Linked DNA regions of Mus musculus: region 2 is linked to region 1. A link is a contact called in public Hi-C data. All regions are on one chromosome and are shown on one strand. The core of a region is the stretch at or near the end of the contact, and the rest is flanking DNA. Distances in the headings are between cores, read along the strand shown. Region 1 holds the start of Nt5c3 (5'-nucleotidase, cytosolic III). Region 2 holds the start of Mad2l1 (MAD2 mitotic arrest deficient-like 1).

Evidence for each region. A called contact is a pair of places that touch in the nucleus more often than the background predicts.
Region 2: a contact with region 1 is called in a Hi-C map of rod photoreceptor, with 10 times the contacts expected there. The contact joins the promoter of Mad2l1 here to the promoter of Nt5c3 in region 1. A contact is called at or near these places in 1 of 39 promoter capture datasets (pre-B cells) and 1 of 484 Hi-C or Micro-C datasets (rod photoreceptor).

The regions. Positions count from the first base shown.
Region 1 is chr6:56,920,588-56,928,242 of GRCm38.p6, forward strand. Nt5c3 (5'-nucleotidase, cytosolic III) reads right to left here and starts at 3,345. Exons shown (of 9, transcript NM_026004.3): 1 at 3,085-3,345. The coding sequence starts at 3,222. It also overlaps a transcript of Vmn1r4 not described here.
Region 2 is chr6:66,531,733-66,539,387 of GRCm38.p6, forward strand. Mad2l1 (MAD2 mitotic arrest deficient-like 1) reads left to right here and starts at 3,489. Exons shown (of 6, transcript NM_001355624.1): 1 at 3,489-3,867; 2 at 4,226-4,372; 3 at 5,837-5,957; 4 at 7,233-7,336. The coding sequence starts at 3,795.

The sequences.
Region 1 (7,655 bases), core at 2,095-4,594:
CTTCATTCCAAAGGGCACAGGATGGAGGAGGAGACAGAAAATAACTGACCGTGGAGAATGCTGACAAATATTCTTCAAGCAGAGCTTACAAATTAGAGGTTAGGATGACAGCGTGCACCCTTGCTGTGTGATGAAAGTAACACTTCACACTAGTCATCCTCCGAGAAACTCTAGACGATCGTGAGAAAAGCTCCTGATAAACGCAACCAAGGCCATTCTACAAAATACCAAAACTTCAAACAAGTGAAGTTTGAGAACATGCCCAGTGAAGACAAGATAAGGAGGCTGGGGTGTGAGTCTCGGGTAGAACACTTGTGAAGAGGCCCTGGGTTTAATCTCTGGACCAGAGTGGGGTAAGATAAGGAGCTGCACAGTACTCAGAAGTACTGTGAAGGCCACAACAAGGAGCCAGGATGACTAAGTGTGTTGTGATACCCAAGAGAAACTCCTGGGACATAAGTAAACGTGAAGGAAATCTGAAAAGGGTGGCAGTGCATTTAATAATGTATCAATACAAATGAGTCACACAAGATATTAATGACAAGGGAAACTGGTGTGTGATATATGAGAGCACTCGTTCATACTACGGTAAATCCATATTGTTCTAAAATAAAACTCTTAGAGAAAGGGTTTGATTATGACAAATTAATCAGTAATCTTAAGAGACTGTAGATGCGATAAAGAGAAATCTGGAGCTGATTGTGGTGGCACATGGCTGCCATCCTAACACAGGAAGGATGGCGAATTCAAGGCATGGACACAGGATTCAGAAAGATGTAGCTATTCCTGGATACTTTGTGGGCTCTTCTCTTTTTCACCCTTCTCCATCCTTTTTCTTCTACCCTTACTCCCTAACATCAGATAAGAGAGAAAAAAAGGATAGAGAGGAAAGGAAAGAGATCCCAGAATGAAGTCAGGGGCCAGAAGGGGGACAAGTTATCCTTAGACTGCATCCTGTTGATTAGGGGTGTTGAGTTCCTAGGGGCAAGTTTGATCTTCACCATCAGGATATCTAATTTCTTCTTCTCGCCAAATATTTAACAAACAGCGACCCACAGCAACCAACAGCCAATCAACAACAACCTAACAACAACCCACCCTGCCTCTCTGGGCCTTCACATTTATATACCCTCTGAAAAGTCCCCAGAATTCCAGAAGTCACTCCATCACAGAAACAATCTGCAGCTGAAAAAAGCGCACCCCTACTAGAGCCTGCGGCAAACCACAGTCAGCTGCCGTGGACACTCTGAACCAGACCCATAGCTCACACTTGGGTTTACAATGAAAACATATTTTTATAGTATTTCTATGTTTTTTAAAGAAGCCAGAACTCCAGATTTCTCACTACAGAAAGACCTTGCCTTAAAAGGGGATGGGCTAGGAGGGCACTGACGAAGCAGGTATGGTTGTCTAGCAGGTGTAAAGCCCTGGGGTCTATACCAGTATAGACCATGTGTGTAAGTACGGGTAGACGTTAAAACAGATTCAGGGAGTACACACCAGGATAATTAAATTGTAAAGTGCCAGCCAACTTCACTAAATGGCTTGTCTTATCTCTCTGAATACTTCTAGTGTACCTTTTGATTGGTTTTCTCTGGGAATCTAGTTTGCCACATTACTGGACATTTCCACTATGGCATGCATAGCTCACTAGCAAATCCCTAATGCCTTTCAATTAAAAATGTCCTGATGGCCAGGGTAACTCAGGAATGTAATCTTGCACTGAGATGGCTGAGGCAAGAGAAACACCATCACCCAGAACGCAACTGGTGTCATTTTTTCCTAGCCTACCTTGGTTAGGTAGTTATATACCATCTGTGATCAGAACAGCAATGTTCAGTGGGTATCCTTGGGTTTGTACACATTCTATGAAGGAAGAGGGTGGAGACAGGTACAGAGGACTCCCCAAACATGACTTATAAAGAGAGAGAACAAGGGCCGGAATATATATTTCAGGTCATCCAAATATTTCTCCCATCTAAAGGAACAATCAGCTAAAACTATAAAAGTAAAAATATTAAACTCTTTTACATCTTCTACTGAAAAACTATTAGGGGGTCTGACGCATAGTTTAAAACAATGCATATAAAGACTGACTTGTACAGTACAAACAAAAAATATTTGGCATTATTGGTCCCTTAGTACTTTATACAATGAAAGTAAAACTCTTCCTTAAGATTTCGTGGAAAAATCAGCCCACTGTTTAAGTACATAGAGAAAGACAGCGAAATCAGCTTTTTCCCACTGATGGAAAATTATAAAATTTGAGTATGGAACAAAATAAAGCCATGTAAATTCGCTAGACAGGGAGGGAGGCAAAACTTCTCACACAAAATGTTTGCAACCAGAGGTATATAAAGAAAATAACCCAGGAATAAAGGAATTCACTTAAAATATTAGTTTCAATAGAAATAGTTTCTCAACTTTATATTTTAGTTCTGGATGCTCACTTGTACTCCAGTAAGTAAGTCACACTCACCATGCATGCTCAAGTCAGATGGAACAACAGTAACATCAAAACAACCCTAAATGAAACAGACATTCTGGGATCAACAAATCGCCTTAAAACAAACCTCAAATGGAATTCTTGAGACAAACAATTTAAACGAGACTGCAATTAACTCTTAAAAGTACATTTCTAGGATTTAGGAAAGAGTTTTGGGGGACTGACACATGAATACTTCTTGGAACATAAAACAAGGAAGAACATTCAAATAATCGAGCTGTTTCAATATTGGCATTTCTAAAAAAACACTGAAAATGCTCTTTTCATAACGTAAGCCAAGGCAGCCCCGATGATGTAAAACAAACAAACAAACCAACCAACCAACCAACCAACCAACCGACTCCTGGACAAGAGACTATCGGATTAGCTGCACGTCTTGGAGGCGGTTGCCAACTGGAGATTAGCTCTGGAGAAACGGGTTTTGCAGCAAGAGGTAGTTATCTCCGAGCATCTATTCTCTCCACTCTTTGAAACAAACGCTGTCAAGCATCAGCACGCGTGCAGGCTGCCCTCGCAGGGCCGCGGCCGGCCCACGCCACTTGGGCTGCTCGCGCGCGAGCCGATGCTCCCGCACTCACCATTTCGATGATCTTGGTCTTGCGGCCCGTTTTTCTCTTCAAGGTGAATATGTACTGGGCCAGCACCACGCCTGCTACCACCGCGCACACACTGGCGCTCGCCACCGCGCCCACTCGCGCCACGGCCGCGCGGTCCATTGACAGGCCCGCGTGCTCTCGGCGCGGAAGCCCGGGATCCGCGGGTACGAGCCCAGGGGCGCGGCCGCAAGCCGCACACTTCCCCGGAGCCCCGCCCCGCGCGGGGGAAACCGAGGAGGCCCCGCCCAGAAGAGGTGAGGGGCGGGGACGACGGGGCGGAGACTAAGAGGTCCGCGTCCGGAATCCCGCCCTTATAGTGGGGGCGGGACTTCCTCTGACCCTGACTTCAGGAAACGCCGCAAGGACCCGGAAGGAAACAACTGTAATTAGCTACTAAATGCAAGTAGTGCATCTGTAACCCAGAATCCTGGTGACCCGGATGCTATGCTGTGCCTATAGTCCACAGTAAGATCGCACCAGAAACATCGAGAAAACAAAGTCTTGCCCCAGTGTGAGAAAATTCACCCGCCACCCACTCAGAAACTGTGCCTCGTCCTAGCCTTCATGGACTACGACACCCAGCAGGCTCAGCGGCGCTGCGTCTGACCTGCGCAGTAGCATCCTGGGTTGGAAGGCCTAGATATAGTCGTTTTTGGGAGATCTGTCAGCTGTTGGGCTTTTCAGTCACAGTCTACCTACAACTTTAGCTTACTTTCCTTAGGAGCGTGTGCAGAGAAACTTAACGTTGTTCTCTCTTGCTTAGTATATTTCAAGGGATTCATGTAGTTTACTCTGCTTCTCGCTGAGTGGGTGGGGTGTGATGAGGTGCAAGAGAGAATCTCAGGAGAGTCGCCCCCGATTCTGTGAGGTTTGGGCTGCTGCTTGGCGAGACTGTCTCTCTCTGCCTGATATATGCAACCGAAGGAAGTTAAGAATGAAAAGCCGTGGGAGAGAAAGAATTATTTTTCTGTTTTAGGTTTTTATTAGCTGGTCTAAAGCAAATTGACATAGACATTATCTTGAGTAGAACAATTCATTGTGCAAACAGAAGTTCCACAGAAATATGAGACTCAAGCTGGTCATGATGGAGCATGCTTCTGATTCCTGCATGTAGGATCCTCAGGCAGGAGGATTGCTCGGAGTACAGTGGCTGATTAACCAGGGCCATGGGTCAAAGCCTTAACGAAATGGCCAAAAATTGAGGCTGAAATATACCACCTAAATTACTGAAAGGAATATGTATTATATTTGACATTCTTGAGCAAGTTGGAGTCTGCAGGAGGGGAAATGTATGGTGACTAAAGGTTGCCTTGTGCAGATGAAAATCTTTCCAGGGGATAAAGGTGTGAGCTCAGCGATAGGGTGCCTATTACCAACCCTCAAGTTCAACAATTCTGTTTGGAGAAGCTCTTGACCTGATACATTTACTAATGACAATCTCAACAATCTCTGTCTCTGTCTCTCTCTGTTTCTGTCTCTCTCTCTCTGTTTAAATGTGTATTTCTTCTACACTAGAGATGTTTAAAATTATAAGGAATTTGTATTAATTTTCTGTGGCTGTGATAAAACACCATGACCAAGACCCCTTATAGAAGAAAGAAAGAATTTACAAGAATCCATAATGGTGGGGTCAGCATGGCAGCAGGTGGCAGCAGGCTGCTGGCATGGTAACAGAGGTACATCTTTCATCTCAACTATAAGCACAAAGTACAGAGAGCAAACGAAGTGGGACAGTCTTCAAACCCTTAAAGCAAAGCTCCAGAGACATGCTTCCTCGAAGAAGGCTGCACCTCTAAAGCTCCTGAAACAGCACCACCAACTGGAGATCATATGCTCAAATGTATGAGCCTAGGGGGGGCATTCTCACACAAACGACTATCGAATTTAAGGGAAATTCTTCAAAGAGCTTTCCCTGCTTTGAATAGTTCTCAGCATCTTTCAGATCAAAATAATTGTTGTACCAAAGTAGCCTGTTTCCCTATGGCATAGTCTGATCTCCTTTAATCATACTTTGAGGTGATATGGCTTGATTGTCATCATAATTAAAGCTAAGGATTGTTTTTCTCTGTGTCATATGTTCTCTGTCCTATCCCTGGGGCCCTTGCAAAGCACTCTAAAAATGTACCTATATATCTATATCTATAGCTTTCCTATGGGGTTGCCCTCCTCTTCAGCTTCTTCTAGCCTTTCTCTAATTCAACCACAGGAGTTTCAGACTTCAGTGCAATGTTTGGGTGTAAGTATCTGCATCTGTCTTGGTCAGCTGCTGGTTGGGCTTCTCAGAGGACAGCTATGCACACCATAGCATCAGTTATAGTGTCAGGTCTTGGAGCCTCCCCTTGAGATGGATCCCAATTTGGGCCAGTCACTGGACCTCCTTTCTACCTTTATCTCTGTAGTTCTTTTAGATAGTAATAATTCTGGGTCAGAGCTTTTGACTGTGGGATGGCAACAACATCCCTTCATCTCTCCATTTCCTCATTGTTGGGTATTTCATCTAAGGTCCCTCTCTTTGAGTTCTGAGAGACTATCATCTCCCAGGTCTCTGGTACATTCCAAAGGGTCCTCCCACCTCCTACCTCCCAAGGTTGACTGTTTCCTTTCATTCTGTTGACCCTCAGGGCTTCATTTCTGTTCCCTCCAGTACTGATCATATTCTTTTTCCCCTCCTCGCCTCTCCCACCCAGTTCCTTCCCATGATTGCTTTCTTTTTCCTCCCAAGTGGGTTTGAAGCATCCTCACTTGGGCCCTTCAGCTTGTTAACCTTTTTGAGTTCTGTGGATTGTATCCTTGGTATGTAGTACTTTTTGGGCTAATATCCACTTATTAGTGACTACATACCATGCATGTGCTTTTGGGTCTGAGTTACCTTACTCAGGATGATATTTTCTAGTTCTATTCATTTGCCTGCAAAACTCAGGATGTTCTTAATAGCTTAATAGTATTCCATTGTGTAAATGAACCACATTTTCTGTATCCATTCTCCTGTTGTGGGACATCTGGGTTGTTTCCAGCTTCTGGCTATCAGAAATAAGGCTGCTATAAACAGCGGAACACATGCTCTTGTGGCATGGTGGGGCATCTTTTAGGTATATGCCCAGGATTGCTATATCTGTTTCCAATTTTCTGAGAAACCTCTAGATTGATTTCTGAGCTCCGTAGTAACCTCCTGTTTTCATCTCTAATTGTATTGATCTGGGTCTTTTCTCTTTTATTTGGTTAGTATGAATAGGGGTTGTTAAATTTGTTTATAGTGCAAAAGAATACATTTGTCTATGTATCATTAATTTCTGCCCTAATCTTTGTTATTCTTTTTGCTCTCTACCACTTTTAGGGTTTTTGCTTGCACTTGATTTTCAAGGATTTTAAGGTACATGACTATATTACTTGAGAGCTTTTTTATTTTATTATTTTATTTATTATTGCTATAAACTTTCCTCATAGAGCTAATTTCATATCCCAAGTATTTTGACAAGTAGTGGTTTAATTTTTATGGGATTCAAGAAACTTTTAGATGTCCTCCATGATTTCTTCAAAGACACACTGGACATTCAACAATGTGTAATTCTGACTCCATACATTTGCTTAGTTTCTGTAGTTGTTTTCAAGTGATTTCTGGTTTTATTGTGCAATTACATCATCAAATACAAGAGATTACTTTGAATCTTTGACAATTTTACCTTATGACCCATTACCTATTTACCTTATGACCTATATAATGTGTTCTACTTTAGATATGATTCCAGTAGCTACTAACAAGAATATGTATTCTGTATATATGTTGGATGTGAAATTCTGTATATATCCATCATGTCCACTTGATCTATGGTATAATTTAACCCCGATTTCTCCATTAATTTTTGCTTGTTGAATGACCCATATAGGGATTAGTATATGGTATTGAAATTATCCAGTATTATGATATCAGGACCTATCATAACCTTCAAAACCATTAGTTTTAAAATGAAATTATGTCTCGATATTGATGTATTTATTTACAACTGTTATTATTCTTGATGAACTGCTTTTTAAAACTTAATATGTAGTAGCCTTGTGGGGTGGTTTGAGTGGAAAAAATCTTCCACAGGCACCTGTATTTTAACATTTGGTCCCCAGTTGGTGTACTGTTTGGGGAAGTTGTGGAACCTTTTGGAGGTTCAGCCTTATTGGAGGAAGTGTGTAACTGGCCATAATTCCATTCATGCTCTCTACTTCATGTTTGCAGTTGAGAAGATGATCTCTCAGTTTCCTGAGGCTACCAGGCCTGCTGATTGCTGCCATGTCTCCCTGCCATGAGGACTCTTATTCTACTGGAACCATAATCAAGTATAAACTCTTCTTTCTTTAAGTTGCTTTTGTCCATAGTATTTTTTCACAGTAGTAGAAAAGTAAATGATACATATTCTGTAGATGTTTGAATGAAAATGGCTCTCATAGACTCATGTATTTTAATATTTGGCCCCCAGTTTGTTGAATTACTTGGGAAAGATTCAGAAGTGTGGCCTTGTTGGAGGAAGTATATCACTGGGGTCAGGCTTTGAAGTTTCAAAAGA
Region 2 (7,655 bases), core at 2,239-4,738, 9.6 Mb after region 1:
ACCTGTATTCTATATAATATATTCTAAATGTATGTATGTGTGTTCACTTTTCCCTCACCAACGATTAAATACGCATAAAATACTAGGTAAGGTTGGCAAGATGGCTCAATGAATGTCCAGTCTGACAGCCTGAGTTCCAAACCCAGAACCCACATGGTAGAAGGAGAGAACTGAGTCCTACAAATTGTCATCTGACCACCACACATGCACACAGCCCCTCACCCCACAAAACAAATAAATATAAAAAATGCAATGTAATCATCACCAACATGATAAAATTGCACTAAATGCCATATGAATAACAAATAACAAAACATGGTAATGTTTTCTAATAATATGCTACCTATTTTTATTGTAAAAATTTATATTAGTTTTCAATAATATTTAGTACTTTAGTTTTACTAAAAAAATAACCATGTATACAATTAGATCACTAAAATTATAAACTGTACCAGAATGGAATGCTGACTTTTCAAAGCCATTTCTGGTCTGGAGGGATGGCTTAGTGATGACCAGCGCTAGCTGCTCTTCCAGACAACCTGAGTCCGGTTCCCAGCACCCAAGGCCTTTGGCTCACCATGGCCTGTAACTCCAACTCCAAAGGATATGACGCCCTCTCTGGCCTACACAGACATTTCACTCACATGCACAAGCCCACACGTGCACATAAATAATAATAAAAATAAAACCTTAAAAGCCACTGCAAATTAATTAAATGTCATCATTAAACTGTATGTTTTCTTTTTTTGTTTGTTTTTTGTTGTTGTTGTTTTTCGAGACAAGGTTCCTCTGTATAGCCCTGGCTGTCCTGGAACTCACTTTGTAGACCAGGCTGGCCTCGAACCCAGAAATCTACCTGCCTCTGCCTCTCAAGTGCTGGGGTTAAAGGCGTGCGCCACCATGCCCGGCTAAAATGTATGTTTTCTTGTTCAGCACCTGAGCCAACAGCAAGGAATTCTTAGGAAGGAAGTATGAGGAATGAGAATAGGACTTTAAGAGATTTACACTTGACAATTTAATCATTAAAGACATGTAATATATGTGTACCCATTACGCATACTAAGTAAGCCCTAAGAAATGATTGACTTAATTCTAATTCTTCACATAAAATGAAAATTACTCAATGTAAGACAAAACTATGGGGTTAAAAGGTAGCTCAGTTGGTAGAGTACTTTTTGAAGAAGTCCTGGTCTTAATTCCCAGCACTGAATAAATATGGCAGGATGATATATACTTGTTATTTTAGCATTCCGTTGGTGGAAGCAGAAAGCTAAGAAATACTGGCTATAATTGGCTACGTAAAAAACTTGATGCCAGCATGGCATACATAAAAGCCTACTGCAAGAATAATACAAAAAAAGAAACCAAGTAACACTAAGTTTTGTGACAAAAAAATTAAAAAAATACTTAAGCCCATATAATAACATTTCTAGTGTGTAAAAATACTATTTTTAAGAAAAAATTAGCAGATTAAAATTTTTCTATGATATTTAAAATAAACCGCTTAGTTTCAAGACCCTTATTTATATATATTTCCAATACGTATGATGCACATATTTTAAATTCTAAAGAGAATATAAATCCGCAGTATATTACAATTCAACATGTCATTCTGCGGTTCACTATCAACACACAAATGCCTAGAAACTATTAATCTCTGTTTTTTCTCCCTTGGTGCACTGAAGCCTTCATTTGCATTGTTTTTCAAAGGTTGCATTGTGTGGTTAAACACTGCCCTCTTCTGGTATCTGGGATTAAATGTGTATCCACACAAAATTCTTTATGGTTTATTACTGCAAAATTTCTTGACAAGTTGTGTGTGTTATTAGTTAATAAGTAAATGTTTTTAGCCCAAATCAAGTAAACTTTTTCTCAAATCATAACCACAACAATAAGGAATCTCATTTGCATTTTTCAAACAAATATGCTATAAAAGGAGACTAAACTAGGGAGTATACATTCTCTAATAAATCTGCCACTAACTAAAAACTGGATCTTGAATTAACTGTGCAACCACTCTAGATCTACTATACTATAATTTGATTAAGTCATTAATGGATTTCTTCAGCCTCAAACTTTATGTGCTTCTAGATTTAGAAAAAAAAAATACTTATTTTAATACCAAGGGGGGGGGTCAATTTCTATTCCTCCCTGTTCAAACATTCTTACCCTAAATAATACACAGCAAGAGTCTACAAAATTGTGAGTCAAAGTAAATATGAGAAACTGAGAATTTTTCAAGTATTTTATAGTATTGCTTTTAATAAATGGGGAGAGAGGTAATGTTAAACCACGCAGTCAAAAGGAAATAGGAAAGAAATCAACCATCAAAGATTCCAGATCTTTTAATGTTTCTGAAATAAATTAGATTAAGTCCAACCACCGTTTGGTAAGAAAGAGCTAGTACCTCACTTTTATCTATACCACCATTTCTTTCCTCCTCATATGTCACAGTTTCTTTCTCTGATGTATTGTTTATACAACTTCCCTGGCATCTGTTTAGTTCAGGCTCTAAACCTTCTTCTTTCTTCTCCTTGTTCTTTCTTCTTCTTCTTCAAAGATTTATTTATTATTATTATTATTATTATTATTATTATTATTATTATATATAAGTACACTGTAGCTGTCTTCAGACACACCAGAAGAGGGCGTCAGATCTCATTACAGATGGTTGTGAGCCACCATGTGATTGCTGGAATTTGAACTCAGGACCTTCGGAACAGCAGTCACTCTTACCCACTGAGCCATCTTCTTAAACCTGCATATGATAGTATCTCTAATAGTCAACTGGTTTCAAAATGCAGTCTGAGTACCAGAGTTAGAACCATTTAGCATAGTTGGAAGATGTGCCATCTCCTGGACACAATACTACTGTACAATATTAAAACTGTAGCATGAATCCCATATGTAATCGTACATGCTCTGGTATAGGCCTTAAACGATCAAAAAGAAAGTACATATGACTAAAAACTTAAAAGCAAGCTAATTGCAAAAAAAAAAAAAAAAAAAAAAAAAAAAAGGAAATCAAGTGTCTCTATCATTTAAATCCTTTGTGGACTTATAAAATCTATGTAGTATAGAAAAATAAAGACATTACTAAATGATTATTAGTGTGTGTGTGTGTACACAATTTGCAGGGGTTCGCTTCTCTACTTGGTGACAAGCATCATTAAGCTTCTGTCCCACCTAGTTCCCTTCATCATATTTAACAAAACCAAAAACCAGGTTCTCCCAGACTTGAAACTATCCTCGAAGCTGAGACCATGCTTCAGGGATGCTCAGACCACGGGTTTGACAGGCAGGTAATCTCAGGACCATCTCTGGGCCGCTTCTAGGTCACCTCATCCGAGGTCCTGCACAGTACGGACCTTGTAGGTCACCAGGACCTGGAACAAGACGCCCCAACCACTCTGCGCTTGCTCATTCGGTCAGCCAGCGAGGGCGGAGCCAGGGCCGGATACAAGTCGCTTTGGGCGGGGCTTTAACCCGTGGTGCAACTGGGCATAGGGCGGAAGAGCCGATGTGGAGCGGAATGTTGAAGAGACCCGGCTCTCTAATGTGGGAGGGGCTTAGGGAACAAAACGGAAGCCTGAGGCGGCCTTAGGGAGGGATTCGGAGTTACAAAGCCAGCCGGAAACTGGCGACGTAGGTGGGGCTTAGGGCTCATTACGCCTGCGCACCGAGCAACCGGCGGGCTGCGTAGTTATTTTTGAACCGGGTGGCGGGGAATAGCTTAGAAGCCATTAGGGCGCCGTCTGCGGTGAGGTTGGTAGTGTTCTCCGTTCGATCTAGTGATGGCACAGCAGCTCGCCCGAGAGCAAGGCATCACCCTGCGTGGGAGCGCAGAAATCGTGGCCGAGTTTTTCTGTGAGTGCTGAGCGCAGCCCCCGCCGCCAGAGAGAGCTGAGGCTGAGCCGGGCCTTAGGACGCGCGCTAGGACGGAACCACGGATCCTCCCGGGGGCGGGGAACGCTGCACCACCCAGCGCAGGCCTGGGCCTCCTGGAACCTAACGGGGCTGACCTGGGTCATCATCTTACTCGCTCTCTGAAAGCTGGGGTCTGTGTTGACATCCTCTGACCACATGCTCTGTATTTACACTTAGCAAACCTGCGAAGTTGGACATTGCTGGGTTAAAGGTTTTCCGTGTCTTTTTGTGCCTACTCTGCTTTCTGGGAGACTTAAACGTTATTACACGGTTACGGCTTTATTTCTTTCGTTTTCAGCATTTGGCATCAACAGCATTTTGTATCAGCGTGGCATTTATCCGTCGGAAACCTTTACTAGAGTGCAGAAATATGGACTCACCTTGCTTACAACTACTGACCCCGAGCTCATAAAGTATCTCAATAATGTGGTGGAACAGCTAAAAGGTAATCACGTTTTCAGTGTGTGATCTTACAGGTTTGTGTCCCAAGTAACTTAAAGCAACATGCCTTCTCAAATGTCATTCTCAACTGGGAGGAAGCAAGCAATGGAGGGAATCCCCACCTCTTTTTAAGTAGGCTGAATGTCTTGATGTTAGGAATCTTTAAGCTGCTTTAAGAGTGGGTTTTGTAGGTTAACCAGTTGCAGCAAATTGGAAATTTTACCCGATTAAAAGGATTTCGCCATTCTGTGTTTTGCTTTGTAGCTCCCAATGAAATCATACAAAATACCAATTCTAAAAGCATTGCAACTGCCTTTTTTTCTCTTTGAGTTTTATTGTACGTGAAAGGGTGTTGTAGTTTGTTTTAATTGTAAATTCATTAACAGTGTTTATTGCTTTTTTTGTTAACTTCAGTATTAAAATGGCCTTTTGGTGGCCACCTGAACATGGTTAGCTTGGCATCTGTCTTTAAGGCCGTTTTGTTTTGCTTTGCTTTTGAGACAGGTCTCTTTATGTAGCTCTGGCTGTCCTTGAACATGCTATGTAGACCCGGCTATCGTTGAACTCACAAAGATCAGCCTGGCTCTACTCCCAAGTTCTGGGACTAAAGGCATTTGCCACTGTGTCCAGTTTAAGGCCAGACTTCTAAACATGCCTTGCTATTTGTATCCATAGTAGAGTATTCATCAACACTTGTGCAGGTTGGATATGAATTCACAGGCAAAAACGGCAGGGCTTTTAAGCATAAGATCTGCTTTGAATTCTGGTATCTGTGGATCCTTTTACCCCCTGCAGCTCACTTACTTGCAAGGATGATAGTTTAGAAACACAAGGCTAATTGGTCACTCTGTCCAAAACACAGTTGTGGCTTTCCTGATTCTTAAAAGTACAGTTTCATTAATTTAACTTGTAAGATTTTATATGACATAGCATCTTGACTTTTCATAATTATGTAATTTATTTACTTTATTGAAAAGAATTTACTTTTCAATTAGTCTGCCCATGTATGCATGTATATACATGTGTGTGTGTGTGTGTGTGTGTGTGTGTGTGCAGGCGTGCATGCATGCCCTTCCCATTTAAAACCTGTATTTGCCTCTCCTTTGTACAGTTAGTGTAAAAACTAATCTTTCCCTCACCTACCAGAGTAGTCCGATTTTTTATGCTCTTATAGTGTCTCTGTTGTGACCAGCCACCACAGATGTGACTGGCGGTGGTTAGATGAGTATATGTCATATGCTCTCACTGGGAATTGCAGAGAAAGTACAGGTTCACGGTTCTGATGCTCTGCCTTCTGCCTATTAGTAATATGGAGAATTTAAAACTCAGCTAAATTATTAGTGGAGAATTGTCTTCCTTATGCAAGAAAGGAAGTTCAATTGTGAGAGTTCTGTAAGGCCGAGAGTGGGTCTTTGGAAGAGAGTCTCTGTCATAGGCTAGAGTCTGAGCGCTGCCTTGTGTGTTGCAGAGTGGCTGTACAAGTGCTCAGTTCAGAAACTGGTGGTGGTCATCTCAAATATTGAAAGTGGTGAAGTCCTTGAAAGATGGCAGTTTGATATTGAGTGTGACAAAACTGCAAAAGAGGAAGGGTAAGTATGAGCTGAGTTATTCCTACCTTAATTTGTTTTTATGTTGTTGCATGAGTTCACATTGTATTGAACTGATTTCTTACAGTTACTGTCTATGGTATGTTTTTAAAGATACTTTTGTTCTTTTGTTAGCTTGTGAGGGATTTCTTTTTTTTTTTTTTTTTTTTTTTTTTGGTATTTCGAGACAGGGTTTCTCTGTATAGCCCTGACTGTCCTGGAACTCACTTTGTAGACCAGGCTGGCCTTGAACTCAGAAATCTGCCTGCCTCTGCCTCCCGAGTGCTAGAATTAAAGGCGTGCTCCGCCTCGCCCAGCTGTGAGGGATTTCTGAGTTCCTCATAGCCTGTCAGGGATTGTGTAGATAAGATACTTTCAGCATACTGCCTTTGGGAAAACCCCATGAGATTAGGCCTTCGTGTTTGTGGTTATACCTGAACCTCTCACAATATAATATATGTGGGCCATGTAATCACTGGCTTAAACGTACAGGAGATGATCCTAGACTCATTCCTAATTTAGATGAAGCTCTACTGTACTTCCCCTATTGCCGTGAACTTTGTAAACTAAAGATTGCAAGCACTCTACATCAGAAATGCCTATCATGCTAAGCATGTGCTTCTGGAAGGTACTGTAATGAAGAGCAGTTTGTTTCTGAAGTCTTCAATCTATAGGAAGTCGTTAGCTTATAAAAACATTTGTATGTAATTTATTTTACCTGATTCAATCAGGAATCCGGTATTTAGATGTTACCTTTAAAAAAAAAAGTCAAAATTTAGGCTGGAGAAATGGCTCAGTGGTTGGGAGCACTGGCTACTTTTCTAGAGGACCCAGGTTCAGTTTCCAGCAGCCACATGGCAGCCCACAACTCTGTTTAACTCCAGTTTCAGGGGATCCCCGGCAACAGGTATGCATGTGGTGCACATAAATGTGCATGTGGGCAAAATACCAAAGTTCTACCAAGTTAATTTGTTGGAATCCATTTTCCTTTATGTTAAAGACTTACTGAAAATATGCTTACTGAGAGTGGTTGGGAAACTTACCATGCACAGAAGGACCAGATACTAAGATCAGCCTTAAAGAATGATGGGAAGGACAGATACAGTAACCCAAGAATATCTTTAGCCATTAATCTTTAGTCTCCTAATGTATTGCATCTGTGTTGTTGGAAGCATTTTGTTCAGAGAGAGTTACCAACGTGTTTTAATTAACTTAATGAAACCTAGAAGGAGTTATTTCTTTGATTTTTTTTTTTTTTTTTTTTTTTTTTTTTTATAGTGTTCGTAGAGAAAAGTCCCAGAAAGCCATACAGGATGAAATTCGCTCAGTGATTAGACAGATTACAGCTACTGTGACATTTCTGCCACTGTTGGAAGTTTCTTGTAAGTATTGTACAACTTAACTTAAATTTGCTGGAGAAAATGTTCATTACCGTTAGGAGGAGCCTACATTTGTTAAATCTCTTAATTTATCATTGCCTTGTAACATAAATGGGATATGGGAAGCAGAATACAGCACAAATAAAAACATGCATATCTGAAAACTGTGGAGACAAGGACTGGGGGGATGGCTCAGTGGTTAAATACTTGCTGAGCAACTGTAAGGACCTGAGTTAGGATTCCCATCACCAGGATCCTCCAGATGGTTGTGATGGCTCACCTATAACTCCAGCCAGAGAGGCAGGAATAGGCTCATCAGAGC